Regions from separate parts of the Mus musculus genome. Here region 1 is linked to region 2. Evidence: chromatin contacts called from public promoter capture Hi-C data. All regions are on one chromosome and are shown on one strand. Each heading gives the region's core, a stretch centred on a gene start, on an enhancer-like site or on the middle of the called end of the contact. The rest is flanking DNA. Distances are from core to core; before and after follow the strand shown. Region 1 has its middle 11 kb from the start of Gm34766. Region 2 holds the start of Slc51a (solute carrier family 51, alpha subunit).

Evidence for each region. Promoter capture Hi-C pulls out the DNA fragments that hold promoters and counts their contacts.
Region 1: a contact with region 2 is called in a promoter capture Hi-C map of pre-B cells, with 4 times the contacts expected there. The contact joins the enhancer-like site here to the promoter of Slc51a in region 2. A contact is called at or near these places in 7 of 39 promoter capture datasets (the C10 cell line, the HPC-7 cell line, HPC-7-derived erythroid cells and 5 more), 1 of 484 Hi-C or Micro-C datasets (embryonic stem cells), 1 of 115 datasets of contacts at active chromatin or transcription factors (embryonic stem cells) and 2 of 9 other capture datasets (liver and pancreatic islet).

What each region holds. Positions count from the first base shown.
Region 1 is chr16:32,705,830-32,712,998 of GRCm38.p6, reverse strand. No RefSeq gene overlaps it. Among named protein-coding and RNA genes, the nearest start is that of Gm34766, 11 kb to the right of the region's middle. Within about 2 kb of position 5,673, at least 25 of the 459 cell types and tissues checked have an H3K27ac peak or open chromatin away from gene starts, as enhancers often do.
Region 2 is chr16:32,486,031-32,493,246 of GRCm38.p6, reverse strand. Slc51a (solute carrier family 51, alpha subunit) reads left to right here and starts at 5,368. Exons shown (of 9, transcript NM_145932.3): 1 at 5,368-5,762; 2 at 7,018-7,112. The coding sequence starts at 5,725.

The sequences.
Region 1 (7,169 bases), core at 4,424-6,923, 220 kb before region 2:
TTGTGTGTGTGTGTATATATATATATATATATATATATATATATATATATCACAATGACCACAACATGCTTAAAGCAGCTTAGTAGCAGCATGCTATAAGTTTGAAAATTGTTAAGACAATACATTTAAATATTCTCTCTACAAAGAATTATAAAACATGAAGTAATATGCATCACAATGTAGCCATTCCGTGGTACCCATGTCTACTAAAACATTGAGTTTTTTGTGTAAGTCTAAGTGATTTTGTCAGTGACAGAATATTGCTGGATATGGTGGGACCCAACTTTAATCTCACCATCTAGGAGGCAGAGGTCGGCAAATCTCTGTGAGCTCCAGGAGAGCCAGGGATACAGTGAGACACTGTCTCAAAAAAATAAAAATTAAACAAAGTTATATCATTCCTAGGTATGTCTTCAAAGAATTCTATAACCTGCATATTCATATTCACTGATGTTTCATTCATAACAATTAGAAAACGGAAACAGCCCAGATGTCTATCAGTGGGTGCATAGATGTGGGTTAAAAGATGGCCCAGGACCGCTTGGGGCTTGGGCCGCTCGGCAAGGCAGGACAAGGGAAGTCTTGACTGCTCGTTCCCCATGGCGTCACAGGATGGGCGTTGGACTGTGAGAAGCCGAGGAACCCTGTTCCAGAGCTGCGGAAGCACAATCTAAGGTCCTGGGGGATTGCTGGATTTGCCTCGGGGGGGGGGGGGGGGCCAGGGATGGCAGGTTCTCAGACTCTTGGGCACCACAGATGCCGCTGGATGCCACAGAAGAGCTGAGAAAGGAGTGGGGACCCGCAGTCTGGCTCTAGCCCAGGGCCCAAGGGGAAAGGGGGGAGGAGAGCTCTGGCTGGGTCCCTTGGGGAGGAGCATCCTTGGCGGGGGCGGCTTAGCTTGGTGGAGTCCATCCATGGCTCAGAGCACAGTGAGGCCTCCTGAGGGAGATTAGATGCAGCTCTTTCGAGAAAGGCCTGCTCCATTGCTTCAGATCTCCATGAGAAGAGACAGTCCATAGTTTTAAGACATTATTGTCATGGGGGGGGGGAGTTGATAAGTAAAAAATGAACCCCATTTTCTCAGGGCAGGCCTGAGGTTAAATACCTTTTGCAGGGAGGAGTGTCTGGGAAGGAGAGTTTATTGGCTACGCCTCCAGGTCTTTAGGTACCTCATTAAAATGGAGATCTGTCTTGTGGCTACGGGATCTGTGGTCAAGTCCTCTACCTGTAGACCGGCTTGAGGCGCTGCCCTTGCGTGATTGATGGCCACAGACCTATGGAGTGGAGAGCTACAGCCTCGTGTCAGGAGCCTGGTGTCTAGTATCATAGCAAAAAAACGCCTACCATCCCTTGCACGAGACCCTGCGGGGTCACCTACAGGGTCACTGGGGTTTTAAACCTAGCTCAACCAGAAAACAGTCTGACTTTCATGGTCCTACACTTAGATAATTTTTAAAAAGATACTAAACACATCCATATACACAATGATTCAGCTGTAAGGAAGCATGACATTTGTATGATAATGAATGGAGCTGTAAACTGTTAAGTAAGGTAACCTCAGGCTAAGACAGACAAAGGCCACGTCTTCTCTCTCATGGGTGGATTCTAGCTTCTAATTTTGAGATCTGTGTGTTTACGTTGGAGTAGAGGTCAGAGACCTAGAAAGGGGGTGACGAGGTGGTGGTGGCGTTCGTAAGGGGGTCAATACTTGAAGACGTGTCATGTGAAAATAAAGTAGAGAATACTAGGGACAGAAAAGTGGAGATGGGAGTGGGCATGGGGGAGAGGAAGGGGTCAGGAAAGGGTTAACCAAAATTACAGTGATTGACATGATTTCCTTCCTGTGGAGCGGGCCTCAAAGCCCATCTGGAAGCTATGTGACCTCATAACAGGTACCCCACTATTGCACCAGGAGGCTCACCTTCCAGGCAGGTTGGCATGTAGCACGCTGGCTCTGCTATCCCCTGCTGTCTCACATGGGCCCCTCCAGCACCGTGAAAGCTGGGAAAGAAGAACTTTCCAGCTTCCTTCCTTTCTTTCCTGCGACCAATTATCTCTTCTTGTTGGAAATCCTGTGGTGGGTGTAGCTAGCCTGTTGTGCAGATGCTAAAATCAAACAGGAAGGGTAGCCAGCGCTTCTTTTGCTCAAGCTGTGCCTCTGCCCAGAGACAGAATTAGAAACAGAAGTAAAGGCAGTGTCCACTCCCACCCGTCTGGCTCGGCGATGACATGGGAAGACAAACATGTCCTAATAACGGCAGTAAGCATTAGAAAGAACTAGTTAGTGTTTTAGGGTCTCAAGGCAGGGGTGCTTACTGAGCGGTGGGTAGTGTGAGCACAGGGACCTAGGCCGGACACAGCCAGGAGGAGCTAGCCAGGCAGCGGGTGGAGATGGGTGCTGTGAGCAAGTTAGCATGTACTAAGCTCTGGAGGTGCTAGACTTCTGTCTACATAAGGATCTGGAAAAAACACAAAGAGATCAAGGCAGAGGATGAAAAATGATCTATACAACCAAAGTCGTGTAGCAGCGGCAGAATCAAGACTTTATTCTAGCCTGGCAGTGGTAGCGCACACCTTTAATCCCAGCACTTGGGAGGCAGAGGCAGACAGATTTCTGAGTTCTAGGCCAGCCAGGTCTACAGAGTGAGTTCCAGGACAGCCAGGGCTACACAGAGACAGCCTGTCTCGAAAAACCAAAAGCAAAAAAAAAAAAGACTTTATTCTGCTTCTATCTAACTTCCAAGCCAGAGGACAGAGGGCCCTGTCTTTCCCTAAGAGGAATACGGAGAGCTGCAGAGGTGACTGACTCTGCAGTCAAGTGCTCGCCATTCAACCCCAGAACCCACCTTAGAAAAAGAAAGAAAAAGAAAGAAACCAGGCCTGGTAACCCCAGTGCTGAGGAGGCAGTAACTAGAGGAGCCCTGGGCTTGCTGGCCACTTGGCCTAGCCTAACTGGTGAGTCCCAGGCTAGTGAATGACCCTGTCTCAGAAACACAAAGTGAAGGGCTGGAGAGACAGCTCAACAGTTAAGAACACTGACTGTCCTTCCAGAGGACCTGGGTTTGAGTGCCACCACCTCCCACACACATGGCAGCTCACAACTAAATGTAGCTCCGGGATCAGAAGATCCAAAGCTACATACACATATGTACGTACCTTCAGAAACAAATACATAAAACAAAACGCTTTTTTAAAAAGTGGGCAGTTCCTGAAGAGGGACACTCAAGGTTTACCCCTGACCACCACACACACATTTTTGCACACACACACACGTGGACACACATACAAGGAGGAATACGGCTTACAAATCCTCTATCAGATAGGTATAAAGGATAGAGGAAGAGTGTTCTAGGTATGGAAACAGAGTAAGCAAAGTACAGGTGTGTGACAATGGTTATGATAAAAGATATGTGTAGGGAGGGATGCCTTTGGCAGGCCCATACTAAAATGTACCCCTAAGAAAGGCACAACTGGGAGAGGAAGAGGAGAGGGGGAGAGACCTGGGGTGACTGGGGGCCCTTTTATCCACAGCACACACCTGGCACTCCTGGCAGTGGCAGGCGATGACTTAAGTAACTAGGTCCCTGAGAACAGGCCAGTGGAATGGCCTGTATACTAACAACAATAAGATGTTGGCAAAGCAAATACGCCAAGCCCCACAGGGTTAGCGCCCCGTTCCAAGTCATTCCGTCACTGCTTTGCTTCAGCGCCTCCCTGAGTTCCACATAACCACTCTGAGGAAGAAGGAGTTCCTGGAGCTGGTCCCTCTAGGCTCCTGAACACACATTGGGGCTCCGTGAGGTTAACCAGTCACCCTCTGCCTCCATGAGATCAGAATGGGGCCTAGAAAGGCGTAGAGTCAGTCTGACTGAAGGTGCCCTAGGACCCTGGTGGGCCTTGTGCTGCAGAGCTCCTGAGACAGAGAGGCAGTCTGGCTTTTGATCTTAGGAGCTCTATATGTGGGTGCTACTTTGGTTCAGGGGTCAGAGAGGTCTCCATAGTCAAAAAGACTTCCTGCTGTGTGACTTGGGGGGGGCAGGGGGGGAAGACAGCTGCTTCCCACTCCAGGTTTACTGGTCTGGTGGATCTCTTCCTGCTCAGCTGTCAAGCTTTGGGGCACATTGGGTGGGTCTAATCCCGGAGGGCCCCCCCCTCCCCGGCGCAGTGGGGATTTGGGGCTGGGACTGAGACAGTCCAGGTGCCAAAAGGAACAAGGAAGTAAGGAGGTGTCTCAAGTTAAGTTTCCACCTAGGTTGCTCTGAGAAGTGGGTGGGAAGTGAACCGTGATGGGTTTATGGCAGGCTGGGACGCTGGCTGAGGGGTGATGAGCTTGTCCAGGCTCCTGTCTGCTGGGAGGAGCGTAGATGCTCTGTTCTCCTGGCTATACGGAAGACATGGGATGAGCTGCCAGAGGTGGGGAGGGCTACCCTGTGGAAGGGTCCCACGGGGGATTGTGCTTCACACAACCAGGAGGGGCCAAAGAAACAGGATTAGGACAATGGCTGAAGGGACATCCGTATGGAAAAAATGGAGCACAGCGGTCTTATGTGGGAGCACACGGGTCTTCAGCGTGGGAGCCTCCCCCAAGGACCGCCTCTGCTCTACTCTTTCCCCACCCACACTCCCTACCCAGCCCTTTCGGGCAAGGACCTGCCTCTCCTCCAGACTATGTAGCACCTATCAGATGGCTTCATCCCACCACCAGCTGCTCACCCACCAGGTCCTGCCACCCTCCTGTCTGGTGCCTGCTCCACCTGCCTGTGTGACTGCTGGTCTCTGTGATCAGCGCCACCACCACCTCCACCCCCACCCCCACCCCCTTCTGGGCCATGCCGCTCTCTGGTCTCTCCTTCCTCCTGTGCCTCTGGCTTTTCGCCGTTGCTAACATGGCTGCCCTATGATGACCTCTTTAACCCAGAGCAATGTTTAAGTGAATATTAATGAAGATTTCATGCTGCATAAACTCTATAGAGTCCAAAAGGGCTCTGTGGGAGATAAGGACTTCCAGGTGGGGTCTGCACCCTGCCCAGGAGCAGGTCTTATCTCTCTGGGCCAATAATTTCTGCTTGTGAGGTCCACTCTGGGCCAGCGTGTTAACCCACAGTATAACACAGAATTCCTAAACAGCCAAAGGCTTGTTGCTTCTTCTCTCTGTGGGGCTCTCTGAATCTCTGCTGGAGCTGCCCCTCCTGGGAGGATTAGCGCCCCTGAGAGTGGTAAGGACTCCCTCTTTACAACGTCTGGCTATCTACAGATAAGTTAGGTAGTTTAACAAGCCTAGAGGACAGAGTAAGGTACGCTTCGCAGAGCAGAGGACTCTTAACGTGAGCTACTTTCCCTAAAGAACCTCACACTCAGGTGAGCTGGCAGAGGGAGAGCTATTGCTTGCCTCTGCCTGGGAGTCCACAACACGTGTTTTCATTTCCAACGAGGGAGGAAACGGAAGGCTAGAGAAACACTGCAGAAGTGCTGACCTCCTCAGCTCTACGCAAGAGGAAGGCTGGGTGGCCAGCACTGGTCCCAGATCTCTGAGGAGTGCAGACTGGGGTCCCGGTGTCCACTGCTTCCTCCCGCTGGCCCATCCTGTCGGTTCCAATTCCCTCCTTCCGTGGCCACCACCAAAGGCAAGCTCTTCAAGCTTACTATCAGCATCATCTAAACTGGGACAGGGCTGCCGCACCCTGCTGTCAGCCACAAGCCTTCCTGTGCTTCAGGCAGCCTCTGCTCCAGCACCAGAGCAGGGAGGGACGCTCTTGAAACAGGCTGAAGGGATTACAGAAATAAACCCAACTATAGAGCCCTGAGCTGCTCAGGAAAGAGGGATTTAGATGTGCAGGTGTGAGCCGCAGCCAAGTTTTGGGTTGAGGTGTGCGGAGAGCCAACCTTGTCCAGCTATGCCGCAAGTAGAACATAAAATATCGAGGCAATCGGGAAAGGGGGGGGTGGGGCTTGCAAGGGATGATGAGGCCGATCTAACAGGTAAAAACAAACCAACTGTTATATATGTCAATTTCACATTAAGCCACAAAGTGTACTGTTTCCTGTACCTGTCCTTACAGTCTCAAGCAGGTGTACACTGGGGTTGTTCAGTGAGGTTCAGATCAGCACAACCCATCCTTATTATTTTCAGTCTCAGCAACAGGAAGGGGAACCTCGTCTGGCTGTAAGTACGAATGGGTAGAAGGAGCCAGAAGCAGGTGGCAATGCTACTCTGTGGCAAGCAGCTGTTTGCTGGGCAGCGTGGCTGTGCCCAGGAGCCTGTTGTCGATGTCCCATCAAGGCTGAGTGTCCTGTGGAGGGGGGCGTGGAGACGGACGTCCAGAAGACAAAGGACAGGTCTCATATTTAGCTTGACACAGGGGCTTCAGACCGAGCAGAGGGACCTGTGTAGCCTGGAACCTAAGAAGCTCTGTGGCAGGATGCTGGCCCTGAGATGGCACAAGAGCATTGTCCTGACCGCCAGAGCACCAGCATCTGTTGTGTTGCGATGGGACCTAATCAGCCTTTTCTCTAGACCTCCAGGAAATGATGGCTCCAAGTGATGTTTGCTGCCTGTCTGTGTCTGTCCCCCACGCATGCTCGGGCCTGCCCACCATCTTCTGCTCATAGGTAGCTTTTCCTCGGAAGCACCTTGTTGTTCCCTCTGTAGCTAGCATAGGGAACATCTTTATGTCACCAGTGGTGCATGCCTTTAATCCCAGCACTTGGGAGGCAGAAACAGGTGGATCTCTGTGAGTCTGAGGCCAGCCTGGTTTACAGAGCTAGTTTCAGAATAGCCAGGGCTACAGAGAGAAACTATGTCTCAAAGAAAAGAAAAAAAGTCATTATTCAGGGCCCTCGTTACTGAAATGGTAAAGCTGAGATCCAGAGGAATGATGGCTCCACACAGTCACATCTAGAACTCTCTATGGGGAGCACAATGCACCCTACACTCGGGTTTTACTGTCTCTGTGTCCCGCTTCCCATACATAAAACACAGCACAGGATAGTTGTGAAGATTAACTGGAAGGTTGAAGGCTGCAGTATCTTCTGCAGCTGGGTGTTCTGTAAGATTGGTAGGGATTATTATTTATTAGTGTGTGTGTGTGTGTGTGTGTGTGTGTGTGTGTGTGTGTGTGTGTGTGTGTCTATGTGTGTGAGTCTGTGTGTATGTGCGCCATATGCATGCA
Region 2 (7,216 bases), core at 4,119-6,618:
GACACGGCCTGGAGGGCCAAGAACCAGAGGCCAGATAGCCCAGAGACCTAGGATAGAGCCACACATGCCTGGGGTGGGGAGTGTGGAAAAGATCCCTAATAATATTCTGCTATACTTATAGACAGGATCTAATGCCCTCCATCTGCCCCCTGTGGGCACCATACATATGTGGCATAGACAGACAGACAGACAGACAGACAGACAGACACACACACACACATCTAACAAAAAGTAATCAGGCAATACATGCTCACTTAACAAAAGCTAACAGAGACAACTTTAAAGATCAGTTTAGTTGGGAATAAAGGTTTAAAAAGTTTGGGGCTTTCTGTGTGTGATAATTAACTAGCTGCTTCTGGCCAATTCTAGCCCTTGATAAAGTCTCATAGATTTTAGCCAGAATATGGTAGCTTCTAGATAGTTACCAAGCTAACCCAGACAACTGCCAAAAAGAACTCCCTTTGGGGGCTGTCGAGACAGGGTTTCTCTGTGTAGCCCTGGCTGTCCTGAAACTCACTCTGTAGACCAGGCTAGCCTTAAACTCAAGAGATCCTCCTGCCTCTGCTTTCTTAGCACTGGGATTAAAGACATGCCCCATCAGGCCAGGCTCATGAGCCCTTCTTAAATAATACAGGTTTTTTTAAACCTCTTTATTTCCCCTCCCTTCCTATCAAGTCTTCACCAAGAGAGATGTCTTCCATCTTCATCAACCTCTGGTTTCCACACACACATGCATGGACAAGCAGATATAGACACACATTCATCACACACACACATACATCACACACACACATCACCACACACACACACATCACCACACACACACACATCACCACACACAAACACACACATATATAACACACACACACACATCACACATATATACAGATACATCGCACACATACATCACACACTCACACACATACATCACACACTCACACACACACATATACATCACCACATACACAAACACACACATATATCACACACACACACACATACATACAGATACATCACACACATACATTACACACATGCACACACACACATCACACACACATGAGTTCACACATATATCTCACACACACTTATACACACACATGCATAAACACATATGAAGGAATAAACGTGTTGAAGAGGATGTGAAGTTGAGATCTGTGGGTATTCCCCTTCCCCCCAAATGTGAAGCAAGAAGCAAGAAGAATATTTGGTTCAACACAACTCAGTAGCTGGTGCTGGTTTAAACTTCGAGAGTCTGACCTTGAGCATATTTTGGCATATTTAAGCACAGTACAACTTTAGGAAAAAAGTTTCCTTATGACAATTATCACAATAAAGCTTAAGACACTAGGACATCAACTGCTTTGCAAAGTACTTGTGACCTCTTCCATGAGAATGGGCTCTATTGGGCTGGTGAGATGGCTCAGTGGTTAAGAGCACTGACTGCTCTTCTAAAGGTCCTGAGTTCAAATCCCAGCAACCACATGGTGGCTCACAAGCATCAGTAATGAAATCTGACGCCTTCTTCTGGTCTGTCTGAAAACAGCTACAATGTACTTAGATATAATAGTAAATCTTTGGGCTGGCACAAGCAGAGATTCCGAATTCAGTTCCCATCAAGCACATGAAGACTCACAACCATCTGTACAGCTAAAGTGTACTCATATACATAAAAATAAATAAATGAATCTTTAAAAAAAGAGAAAGAATAGAAGTACTGGTTGCCTGAGCAAGCCCATAGCAGGGTCTGTAGGAAAGCAACTGTGATGAGTCTAAAAGAGATGCTTGTGTGTGTGCTCTCTGCTCTCGGAACAGTATCACTCAGAGCAGTTAGAACTCAATGTCCATCAGTGGACACGGCTTAGAATTCTTAGAAGAAATAAAGGCTGGGAGATTTAGAGGATAAAAAAGTGGCCAATCAAAATAGACAAGGGAACCTTATTCAGCCTTACCCAGGAAGAATGCTCTGCACACTACACTACCAATAGACCTTGACTACATTACACTACACTACCAATAGACCTTGACTACACTACACTACCAATAGACCTTGACTACACTACACTACCAATAGACCTTGACTACACTACACTACCAATAGACCTTGACTACACTACACTACCAATAGACCTTGACTACACTACACTACCAATAGACCTTGACTACACTACACTACCAATAGACCTTGACTACACTACACTACCAATAGACCTTGACTACACTACACTACCAATAGACCTTGACTACACTACACTACCAATAGACCTTGACTACATTACACTACCAATAGACCTTGACTACACTACACTATCAATAGACCTTGACTACATTACAATACCTGTAGACCTTGACTACTTTACACTACCAATAGACCTTGACTACACTACACTACCAATAGACCTTGACTACACTACACTACCAATAGACCTTGACTACACTACACTACCAATAGACCTTGACTACATTACACTACCAATAGACCTTGACTACATTACACTACCAATAGACCTTGACTACATTACACTACCAATAGACCTTGACTACATTACACTACCAATAGACCTTGACTACACTACACTACCAATAGACCTTGACTACACTACACTACCAATAGACCTTGACTACACTACACTACCAATAGACCTTGACTACACTACACTACCAATAGACCTTGACTACACTACACTACCAATAGACCTTGACTACACTACACTACCAATAGACCTTGACTACACTACACTACCAATAGACCTTGACTACACTACACTACCAATAGACCTTGACTACACTACACTACCAATAGACCTTGACTACACTACACTACCAATAGACCTTGACTACACTACACTACCAATAGACCTTGACTACACTACACTACCAATAGACCTTGACTACACTACACTACCAATAGACCTTGACTACACTACACTACCAATAGACCTTGACTACACTACACTACCAATAGACCTTGACTACACTACACTACCAATAGACCTTGACTACACTACACTACCAATAGACCTTGACTACACTACACTACCAATAGACCTTGACTACACTACACTACCAATAGACCTTGACTACACTACACTACCAATAGACCTTGACTACATTACACTACCAATAGACCTTGACTACACTACACTACCAATAGACCTTGACTACACTACACTACCAATAGACCTTGACTACACTACACTACCAATAGACCTTGACTACACTACACTACCAATAGACCTTGACTACACTACACTACCAATAGACCTTGACTACACTACACTACCAATAGACCTTGACTACATTACACTACCAATAGACCTTGACTACATTACACTACCAATAGACCTTGACTACATTACACTACCAATAGACCTTGACTACATTACACTACCAATAGACCTTGACTACATTACACTACCAATAGGCCTTAACTAATGTGATAGTGTTCTGCTAGGTAAGTGCTAAGCAGGCCACCATAAAAAAGAAATACCACATGAGATAGTTCCATGTGTAGGGTTGGTTTCTTTGTTTGTTTTGTTTTTTACCATTTTGTTTGTTTACCAATGTAAAGATAGGATTTTATTCTGTAGCTTAGGCTGGCCTCCAACTAAAAATGAAATAACACAACAAAGCCATTATTTTCAAACAATGAACATATGCTAATTTAAATTATTACAAAAAATAAATGAAGGTTGATTGGTTCTTATTAGTTCTAAACATATGGCTGGCAGCTAGCAGTCCAGGGTGTCCAGGAGAAGAATTTGCCTGGCCCGGCTGGGCCCTTCTAGATGTGGAGCCTTGATGAGCAGGGCTAGGACTCTGGCCTGACCTGATGGAGACACCGTAAAGAAACAGCTACTTAGAGAGACATTGGGCAGGACAGGAGCATCCTCTAGGCTGCCTCCATCCATCTGTACCATCTCCCTTGGGGTCTCTGGCCTTGCCTCAAGCCCCTCCCAGCTCCCTCTTGCCCTCCAGTTTTGAGAATTATCTCCTCCAGGAAAGTCTAAAGTCCAGGGCTGTGAGTGGCGTCAGCTCAAGGCTTCTCAGCGGCCTCAGATGAATGACCTGAGGTACGTTCCAGTGGAAGTGGCTTGAGTCAGCTTGTGCCTCTGAGGTGTGGCTGAGGTCACTGACCTTCAGCAGCATCCTTAGCTTCCTCTCCTGCCCTTCCCTCCACCTCAGGAATGAGGTAGCTGGGCCCCTGAGACCTGCACTCCTGGCATTTTATTGCCTTGTCCCAAGAACTGTGCTTTGTATGCAGGGTAAACTTCAGGACTCAAGAGACATGGTGAACTGTCTAAGGACTCAGTGCTCCCAAGGCCCGGGTCTCACTCCCTCAAATCTCCCACTGAACCTCCACAGTCAAGCCCCCTTTACCCTGGTGCATTCATCTCTGCTCATTCACACCGTGGGGTCTCTCACTGAACCAGGAGCTCATCAGTGAGGCTAGCCTGGAAGGCCAGAGAGGCCCAGGAACCTTTCCATTCCCACCGCCCCAGGTGTGGGATTTCAAACTTACCCTCCCAAACCCAGCATTTTTATATGGGTGCTAGGGATCAAAGCCAGATCTTTTTCTTTGGAGGGTGAGTGCTTACTGGCCAAGCCATCTCCCCATTCCCAATTTGGCTTTTTAAATGAAGCCCTGTTGCTGGGCAGTGGTGGCACACACCTTTAATCCCAGCACTTGGGAGGCAGAGGCAGACGGATTTCTGAGTTTGAGGCCAGCCTGGTCTACAGAGTGAGTTCCAGGACAGCCAGGGCTATACAGAGAAACCCTGTCTTGAAGAACCATAAATAAATAAATAAATAAATAAATAAATAAATAAATAAATAAAGCCCTGTCAAAGTGATCAGAAATCTGACCACACAGCTCTGACACTTAGATGCTACACAGCCCCGACTTGGCTTGGTCTTCAGGTCCAGCTATGTAGCTAAGTCCCTTCTCAACACAAGATGGACTGACTTTTAAGAAGCAACCCCTAGAAGCCAGGCATGGTGGCACATACCTTTAATTTCAGCATACAGGAGGCAGAGCAGGCAGGTTTCTGTGAGTTCAAGGCCTGCGTGGTCTACATAATGAGTTCTAGGCCAGTTAGGGCTAGTGCATAGAAAGACTGTCTGGAAACAGCAGCAACAGAGGCACACAGGCCTCCTTGGCCTTTTCAGCCAGCCACCCCCACCACGTGCTAAGCCACGTGACACAGTAAGACCTCATCCCTGAGTCTCCCCAAGGCCAATGGAGTCTATGCTTCCCCTGTAGGATCACCCAGAGTACTGACCACGTGAGGACTTTGTCCTTCTCTTCTTGACCTATCAGGGAATTTTTTTCTTGGGTCCAGTGAGTTGAGCCTTAGAGGGTTCCTTAAGGGAACATGAAGTTGGAAGGAAGGGTTGGGTAGTTCAGCTACAAGGTTGTGATCAACCGCATTTGTCTGAAAGAGGTGGAAGGGACCGCGCCTAAGCTGTGGGGAGGAGTCAGGAGCCTGGGCACAGCACAGAGGATCAAATTCCTCAGGGGTGAACTCTGAGATAAAAAGCTTGACACTGGAGGCTTGAGGAGGTAATGAAACAGGCGTGGAGGCTCCGCTTACTGTTTAGCCTTCACCCAGCTCTGAACAAGGCTCTGAGAGCCTCAATACGGGACAGAAACCTCGCCACCCCTCAGTGGCTGTCCCTGCCTGACCCTCCTCGTCCTCAGCGTCTGCCTGAGAGAAAAGAAGGATGGAGCCAGGCAGGACTCATATCAAACTTGACCCCAGGTAAGTAAGGGTGGCAGGTCTTGGGCTGGGAGCCAGCTGCTAAGAAACAGCAGCAGCAGCAGCAGCCCCTAGGCTCTGGCCTCCCTGACTCGCTCACTGGGCCTTTGACTTCGAGCACGCCAAACAAGATAAGAATGAAATCTGCCTGACAGTCCCCCTTGGGCCTCAGGGAAGCTGTGGGGTTGGGTCATGTGTGGCCACTTCAGGGCTGTCAACTGCCTCTGAACATGGGCAGGGAAAGATTACAGAGGTTAGGGTTGCAGGAGGCGATCCTTGACAGCACAGAAGCCCCGACAAACAGAGGGCAGGCTCATCTTGATACTACGGGATTACCTTTTCTTTTCTTGTTTTCTCTTCCTTCCTTCCTTCATTCCTTCCTTCCTTCCTTCCTTCCTTCCTTCCTTCCTTCCTCCCTCCCTTCCTTCCTCTTTCCCTCCCTCCATCCCTTTCTTTCTCCCTTTCTCCCTTTCTCCCTTTCTCCCTTTCTCCCTTTCTCCCTTTCTCCCTTTCTCCCTTTCTCCCTCCCTCCCTCCCTTCCTCCCTTCCTTCCTTCCTTCCTTCCTCCCTCCCTCCCTCCCTCCCTTCCTTCCTCTTTCCCTCCCTCCATCCCTTTCTTTCTCCCTTTCTCCCTTTCTCCCTTTCTCCCTTTCTCCCTTTCTCCCTTTCTCCCTTTCTCCCTCCCTCCCTCCCTCCCTTCCTTCCTTCCTTCCTTCCTTCCTTCCTTCCTCCTTTCTTCCTTTCTTTTTTGATGTAACCTGGACTATCCTGAAACTTACTCTGTAGATCAGGCTGGCCTCAGATTCAGAGATCCATCTGCCTCTGCCTCCCGAGTGCCGGAGCCAAAGCTGTTTGTTACCACAGTCCAGTTTACTTTTTCTTTTTCCTTTCTTTCTTTTTTTCTTTTTTCTGACAGTCTTACCATGTCATTGTACAGTTAAAGCTGGCCTTGCATTAAGATCCTCCTGCCTCAGCCTCCCTCTCCAGTGCTGGGCTTACAAGCCTGCGTTACCGTGCCTGTTAAGAGTCTTCTCTTTCCCTTGCTCGTCCTCCCTGGCCAACTGAGCTACTGTCCTGATGGAACTGCCCCTGGCTAACTGTTTTATACTCCAGCCTAAGCCAGTTCTCCAGGGCCTTGAGAAACAGTGGACTATCTCCTTGCATTCAGGAGTCTCTGAGATGGACTAAGCGCTTACTGTGTAGTCTGCCACAGCCCTTCCCCCGCTGCCTGCTTCTGAGCAGACCCGTGTCTCTCCAGGTACACAGCAGAGCTTCTGGAACTTCTGGAGACCAATTACAGCATCTCCCCTGCCTGCTTCTCTCACCCTCCCACCGCAGCCCAGCTCCTGAGAGGTGAGTCAGGGGGGCCCCTGGAGGAGCTGGGAGCTAGGACAGCTGCGGTAGCTAAGAAAAGCTGGCTCCCATCTGGTCAACAGAGAGGATGGCTGGCCTGGTGT